2 separate regions of the Ovis aries genome follow, and region 2 is linked to region 1. The links are chromatin contacts, called in public Hi-C maps. All regions are on one chromosome and are shown on one strand. The core of a region is the stretch at or near the end of the contact, and the rest is flanking DNA. Distances in the headings are between cores, read along the strand shown.

The links. Hi-C and Micro-C count contacts between places; a contact is called where the count stands out from the background.
Region 2: a contact with region 1 is called in a Hi-C map of liver, with 2.3 times the contacts expected there. The contact joins the enhancer-like site here to the promoter of AQP1 in region 1. A contact is called at or near these places in 2 of 16 Hi-C or Micro-C datasets (liver and tail adipose tissue).

Annotation. Positions count from the first base shown.
Region 1 is chr4:66,979,743-66,983,630 of ARS-UI_Ramb_v3.0, reverse strand. It overlaps AQP1 (aquaporin 1 (Colton blood group)), which reads left to right and starts at 2,445. Exons shown (of 4, transcript NM_001009194.1): 1 at 2,445-2,838. The coding sequence starts at 2,449.
Region 2 is chr4:67,068,780-67,072,462 of ARS-UI_Ramb_v3.0, reverse strand. All of the region lies in intron 5 of MINDY4 (MINDY lysine 48 deubiquitinase 4), which reads left to right. Among named protein-coding and RNA genes, the nearest start is that of MINDY4, 48 kb to the left of the region's middle. Within about 2 kb of position 1,377, at least 29 of the 54 cell types and tissues checked have an H3K27ac peak or open chromatin away from gene starts, as enhancers often do. A contact at or near this core is called in liver and tail adipose tissue, where this site is marked.

The sequences.
Region 1 (3,888 bases), core at 1,196-3,695:
CGAAGCCCACACAGGTCCTTGCAGACTCCTGTTCCTGTCTCCGGGGTGCTGCGCCCCCACGCCAGCCTGTCTACGGGCCCCTGCTGCCTTCCTCAAGCTGTCCTGGCTGGGTCCCAGCACCTACCGGCGTCAGAACTGGTTGCTGCCCAAGCCAAGGGTGTGTGCCCCTCTTAATGGACATGGAGTCCGGGACTTTGAGGGAGCAGTCCTGCTCCAGAAGACCCTTCTCTGAGGTGCACCCCAACCTTGTCTTCAGAGCCTGGTCTGAGGGTAAACTGGCCATCTGCCAAAGCCTGAGAATGCGGGGATCCCGGCCACGTGGAGGGAGCTCTGGTCAGAGCCTTGGAACTGACCAGAGAACCCTTCACTGAGGGGCATGGTGGCCACCAGGCCACGGGGCCAGGGCTAGGGAGCGAGGAGCCTCCCAGGGTGTGGAGAGCCGAGCTGGGCCTGCCCAGAGTGAAGGACGTGGAGGAGGTTTCGGGAAGTGGCCCAGTGGGGCTGGCTCCCTCTCTCAGACAGTTAATAAGGCACCAATTACCTCCGGCCGCCGTCCTCTCTGGGCAGGCTGGGCCCGTCGCCACCATGCTGCCTCCCTGCCTCACGTCCACTCCATCCTGTATTGACAGACGCTTAGGTGTGCTTAGGGGCACACAGCTCCCCACAGCTCCACCCTAGGGGGCCTCCTCTCCCAGTAAACACCAGGCTGACCGCTGACCCCAGAGTGAGGGCATCTCTGGTGCGCCACAGTCAGGCAGTGGGGAGGCCATGAGGGCTGGCATCATCTTCTGCAGGTGGCCCCTGGACACACACAGAACTCAGTGAAGGCCTTCCCCTCCCTGGGCCTCAGTTTTCCACCTGTAAAGTGGGGAGAAGCCAGCATTCCTGTGGTGTAAATGAGGTAGGGCCGTGGCGAGGCAGGTAGGAGAGGGCTAGGAAGACCCCTCCCTCCTGGGTCCAACCTCACCCAGGGTCCCACCCGACTCCTCTTCTCACAGGATAATGCGCAGCCGGCTGGTGGCTCCTCACTGGGCTCCTGGCCCAGGGATCCAGTTTCTTCTCATTTCCTTGGTTGCCTCCGGGCGTCGGGTTTGGGGACACACAGGGTAGAGGCTGGACTACAGGGCGGGGTGGGGGTCTGCATGGTCTGCAGAGCAGTCTCTGCCTCTGCCCTGCTGGGGACACTGTCTGATCCCTCCCCCAGCTCCTCCTGCTCGCTCATCTTTCTCTTTTGGACTCTTGCCTCTGGGTCCAGTCCTGTCTCCCCTCTTTCCAGGTTGTGTCCTCACCCTGCACGCCCTCTCTGTCTCTCTTACTCAGCCAGACCCACCTCCCTGTCTCTGCCTGGGGATCTACCCCTTTCACTTCCACTTTTGCTGATTCTGCTTCTCTGTCCATGCTTTTCTCTCTGTCTCTCTTCCTCTCTGTCTGTCTCCTTTTCCTCTTCCTTCTCTCTGGGTCTTTCTGCCCCTCACTTTCATGCTTCCTCCTCCCCACTGCCAACCACAGGCCTCCGTCTCCAGGTTAGTCTGCTATTCCTTCTGTCTCCCCTAGGGTCCACCAGCTTGACAGTCTTTGAGACGAATATCCTCACCTGCCTTCATTTTCCCGCTCCTGCCCCGAGATCATTGGCTCAAATTGCCCCAGAAGCTTGAGGGCCCCCAGAGTGGGGGCCTTCCATATTCTCACCTATCTCAGGCCTGCCCTTGACCAGATTGTCGGGGGTGGTCCACAGACAAGTTCTCTGTACCCTCTGGTGTTGCCGTGTCTCCATCAGCTGAGATCCGGCTGGTGGGGCTGGGGGCCCTGGGGCATTCCTACAGTGACATCCAGTGGCCAGGTCTGAACCATGTGCGGGAGGCGCAGACAGCCCCTAGGAACCCCAGGACATGTGGGCTCCAGGCTAACATCACTCTGGAGTGGGATGGGGATGCCAGGCCAGCAGGGTCATGGTGCCCTCCTCCTGGAGGGCAACGTCCACCTGCTGATCCCTGCTGCTCACCCCGCCCTGTCCATCTGGAGGCCTGGCTTTGCCCTCTGGCACCCCCTGAGCTTTGCACACAGGGCGGGGACACCTGGATTTCTCTGGCCCCCTGAGTGGGGCCAACTTGGAGGAATTTCTCAAAGCCTATTAGAGCAGTGGCTGCCTCCTGCCTGCCTCCTCAGGCTGGGCAGGGCTGAGGGCGGAGGGAGAGAGGGAGGGAGGGGAAAGAGGAGGAAGGGAAAAAAAGTTGGCAGTCCGACAGCAGAGCTGTGTCTGCATCCATCGCTAAGAGGAGGCCTGTGTGGTGTGGGGCGGGCCAGGAGCAAGGAGAGGCCTTCCTCCCTTTGTGCTCCCCCCTTCTCCTCCCCCCGAGGCCCTATAAATAGGCCCAGCCCAGGCTGTGGCTCAGTTCTCAGAGGGAGGCGAGCACCAGGCAGCGGTCTCAAGCCAAGCCCCCTGCCAGCATGGCCAGCGAGTTCAAGAAGAAGCTCTTTTGGAGGGCGGTGGTGGCCGAGTTCCTGGCCATGATCCTCTTCATCTTCATCAGCATCGGTTCAGCCCTGGGCTTCCACTACCCAATAAAGAGCAACCAGACGACAGGTGCAGTCCAGGATAACGTGAAAGTGTCACTGGCCTTTGGGTTGAGCATCGCCACGCTGGCCCAGAGCGTGGGCCACATCAGCGGTGCCCACCTCAACCCAGCCGTCACACTGGGGCTCCTGCTCAGCTGCCAGATCAGTATCCTCCGGGCCATCATGTACATCATTGCCCAGTGCGTGGGGGCCATCGTCGCCACTGCCATCCTCTCGGGCATCACCTCCTCTCTGCCTGACAACTCGCTTGGCCTCAATGCGGTGAGTGGGGTGGCCCCAGGCTCTGGGGGCTCTAGAATGGTGCTGAGATGGGCCCGTCTCATTCTCCACCCATTGTGCAGATGGGGACGCTGAGGAACAGAGAGGATGAGAGGTTGCTGGAGGTCAAGCAGAGCTGTACCTGGAACTCAGCTATGCCTGCCGTCCAGAGCCTGTTTTCTGCCAGGCACTGTGGGAAGCTGAGACCCAGAGCATAACAGTCTTGCCAATGTCCCCTGCGGGTCTCTATTGTGGGGAATAAGCTCTGGAGGCAGCTAACAGTGGGGCCAGCGGCTCCTCACCCCGGGGCTGCAGTTTCTTCCCCTCCCTCCCCTCAGCCCTGTCTGGGCAGCGGCTCCCTCCCGCATGCAGCCTGCACCCTCTTACACTCTGCCTGCTGCCCCCAGTCTCCCTGGACCACCCGTCTGGCATGTCTGCAGCTGGCCACACAATCCTGTGAGCAGAGCTCTCCCAGAGGGGCTCCTCGAGCATCCAGGCAGCCCCACCTTCACACAGGTCCTCAAACAAACTGCCTTCAAGGAAAAAGCTCCTCTTGCTCTGCTGGCTCCAGGAATGGGGCAAAGATGGGAGGTGAAAACAGTTTCAGGGCAGCCTGCAGGTGACTTTCCTGGATTGGAGCAAAGGGTGGGGGCCGGAGCAGGGACATCTCGCCTCCGTTCTGATGGAGATGGACATCTTCCATCTCTGGGTCTGCTGTCTATCACTGGACGCAGAGAGGTGTGGCGCATGTATTTGTGTCTGTGAGCAGTGTGTGCACACGTGGATGCCAGCATGGGTCTCCGAACCTGCGAAAGCTGGCTGTGTTACTTCTGAAGGTGTATCTGTGAGCGTGTCAGTGCTGCGGTGTGAGTGTGTCTGGAGGTGAGTGCATACCTGTGTGTGCCCACTGTTCGGGCCTGACCTGGGGGCACTCATGATAAGCAGATGTGGGTGACTGGGTGGAAACTGTGGAAAAGAATTCCTCCCGGGCCGCTTAGCACAGCTAATTGGCCGTTGGCAGGCAGCTGCCTGCTGTCGCCGACCTGGGCTTTT
Region 2 (3,683 bases), core at 128-2,627, 90 kb before region 1:
CTATGAGAAAAAACAAACAAACAAACAAAAAACCTGTGCTTTCAAAGTGCTTGGTAAAGTAGAAATAAGCACCCAAATAAACACTTCTTATTGTAAAGACAAAAATTAGAACCCTTAGACTGTCACAGAAAGGACAGTGGAAGCTCAGGGCAAGGGAGGATTCATCTACGTCTGCTTGGGGAAAGACAGGAGCTCCAGAAAAAAGGTGTTATTCAAGTGTACACCTCCTCACCTTTTTGAAAAGCAAATGAACCCCAGTTTCTTTATTTTCAAATTGATATGAAGTTAACCTTGGACCCAGACAGTGTTGTTTCAGACTTGCTGCTTTAGGCCCTTTTATTAATGCTTAATGCAGGGAAACGTTTTGTGAGTTCAAAATGAAAATATTTCACCCCAAAAGTTGTTTTAAGCCACCCTTTGGCCTATTTTATCAAACAGAACTCAAGTGGGTTTAACATTTAATGGGACTCGGAAAAAGTCCCACTTTCATTGGGACAGCTCCTTCCCAGGGTGTGTTGTCCTTTATTTGGACAGTAAAGAGCAGCTGTGGTGCCAAAGAGCAGCTTCTCCTAGCAGCTAAGTAAATATCTCCGCACAGCTTTCCAATCCACGATGGAGACCGGCGGCAACTCTTATGTAATGCCTTTCAGGCACACTTTGGAACCTTCCCTTTTATAAGTCCGAGTGTGACTTTGGACTTCCTGGGACAGGGCCAAGAGGCAATCCTTTCCATCCTGGGCTGTCACACGAGACTTGGGGAGGGCAGGGCTGGGGGAATCTGTGTCTCTGACGGAATCATCCCCTTAGGTCTTCACTCCACAGTGGGGAGCCCTAATCAGAGACAGCCTTAGTGATCCCTCCTGCTGGGTGCGCAGTCTGGGGCTCCTGGTGGGAGGGGGCGAGGCTGCTGGTGTGGGCCAGGTACCACCTCATGCCTCTCGCTCCAGCCCTGGTGATTGGGCTCTTCCAGCATCCCACAGGGTCTTCCCAGGTGGCTCAGAGGTAAAGGACCCGCCTGCCAGTGCAGGAGATGCGGATTTGCTCTCTGGGTCGGGAAGATCCCCTGGAGAAGGAAATGGCAACTCACTCTGGTATTCTTGCCTGGAGAATCAATCCCATGAACAAAGGAGCCGGAGGGCTGTAGTCCATGGGGTCGCAAAAAGTAGGACAAGACTTAGTGACTGAACAACAACAACAACAAGCATTCCACAATGGTTGGGCTTGGCCGAGCCACGCAGCCACGTGCTGGTGGGCAGAGGGGAGGAGGGGAGGCCAAGGGGAAGGAGGACCGTGGGCTGGCAGCATTCTGCCTGGTGAGCTGCACAGTGCGGGTGGTGAATGAGTGATTACTCAGTGATCTGGCCGCATCCCAGAGCTGTACTCCAGGGAGACCACTTGTCCTTCAAGAGGATATTTTTCTTCCCCTGGAGCCACCTCCTCTCTACCCACGTTTTCACTGCCTGTTGAGCAATGCCTGCCGCTCGGCACCAGTCACCTTGTGGAGCTGAGTTCAGCCACACCCAGGAAACTGCAGCCTGCGAGAGGGGCAGAAAGATAGGAATTGGGAGAGCCACAGATCCTGCTGGTGTGCATTCATTATGGGGAGAGCAACCACCCTGACCCAGTGCATTTTGGGTCTTTAGAAAACACCGTTGGTGCCTCCAACATCCAACAAGGGATAGATGAGAATGACCTGTGGTGAGAGTCTGGAGCCTAAAGTTCTGTTTCTGGCTTTGCCCACTACACAGGGTTTCTAAGTAAAAGCTCTCTCTCCCCTTCCCACCCCTGACAGAGTGGCAGGATTAGATTAGATGGTCTGAGTTAGCGTTTCCAGCCCTTACAGAGGCATGAGCCTTATCTGGGTGAGGCTTCCCTGGTAGAGAATTCAGACCGTAAAGAGTCTGCCTGTAATGCGGGAGACCCCGGTTCAATCCCTGGGTCTGGAAGATTCCCTGGACAAGGCACTGGCTACTCCGGACACCCGCTCAGCTTCCAGAGGGAGCATCCGTTGAATACTAGTTGTATGCCAAGGCCTTGTACCAAATTGGGAGAATAACATGAAGGAAGGTCACAGCTGGTACAGTTTTGTTTTGCGAATTGTGTGCCCTTGAGGAACTCTCCCAGTCTGATGCTTCGGTTACCCAGGGTAAATTTCTTCTCTGTTCCTGGAATGTGCCAGAATCCAGCCCTGCTCAGGGAAGGAGAATTGTCGGCCTTGGTTTTCAATCTTGCTCTGGCTCTGCACGCTTCTGGCCAAGGGTGTGTGTGCCAGAGTTTGTGGGGAGGGACGCACACAGAAAGATAGTTGAACTGAGAGATCTTCACCCCACAAAAACAATGGTTCAGGTTAGAGTACGTGTGTTCTCTCCAGCTCAATGGGCCAAGCCGATGGCTTTTCCAGGAGGATGCAGGGCCGTTGGGGACCCCCCTCCCAGTCCGTTCTCACCAGGCGATCCCTATCTTTGTCCCACCTTTGTCCAGCCCGGATGAGAGAGTCTTGGGTATGCAGCCCAATTCCCAATTAAAGTCATTCACTCGTTTCAGGAAGATAATTTATTTGGGCTGAATTGTTAAGGCAGATTGCTTTCACAGTATCCAAGCAGAGTGCTTTCTCACAGGAAATGTCAGACCAGGCAGTTCTAGTCAGGTTTTCCACATCCGTAAGAGAAAAGAGAGGGGAAAAAAAAAAAGATTCCTTTTATATGTTGAAGGTCAACAGTTGGAGAACTGACAACTGCCGGGTATAAAACCGAGATGTGTACACACGATGACTTCTTGATAACCCAGCCCTTGATGAGACCTCCTGTTCTTTGACGGCTTAATTTTAAAAACGCCTGTGGATGTGGCGGCCCAGGAAGGTGGAGCTCTTCCCGAGGCTGGGACGTGGATCCCTCGGGCTGAGCACCCAGAAGGTGGAGACACTGGCGGAGCCCCCTTTCTTACTCCAGAGCGTGGTTTCCTAATCTGTAAGCCCAAAGGTTATGCCAGGTGACTATCCAAGTGCCTTCCAAGTCTAACTCACCGTGATTCTGCACCTTGCACCTTCTTCTGGGGGAGTTTGGGAAGCCAGAGGGAAACAGAGAGCAGGAAAATCGAAAGAAGAAATCTTTTCTTCTATGGAGAACTTTGTTTAAAGTTCTTTTTATATTCGCTTGCCCTCAGGGATCCCCCTCACTAAGGCTAACCCCTTCTGAAGTTCAATCTTTAATAAGAGCCTTTAAGGCCAGGGCTGTGCAGAGTCACTGTTGTGAGGACAGGAATACTGGAGTGGGTAGCCTTTCTCTTCTCCAGGGGATCTTCCCAGCCCAGGGATCGAAACCAGGTCTCCTGCATTGCAGGCAGATTCTTTACCAAGAGGTGGTGGTTACGCAAATTTGTGGATGCATTATATGCCGCTGGATTGTTCACTTTAAAATGGCTGATTGTTTTTTTTAAGAAGAAAACAAAGGAAGTAAAAGTATGGCAGAAGGAAAGTGTGAAATATAACAGGACAAATAACTTCAAGTATATCAGTAATTACATTAAAGATGCACAAATTAAACTCGCCAGTTAAAAGACAGAGACACTCAAATCGATTTTTTCAATTAGCACCACGGTATTTCATATGATACATGTGGAAAAAAGGAGAACAACCAAGCACAGGGAAACAGGGAAAAAATAAATCACTTGGATGCCAACCATTT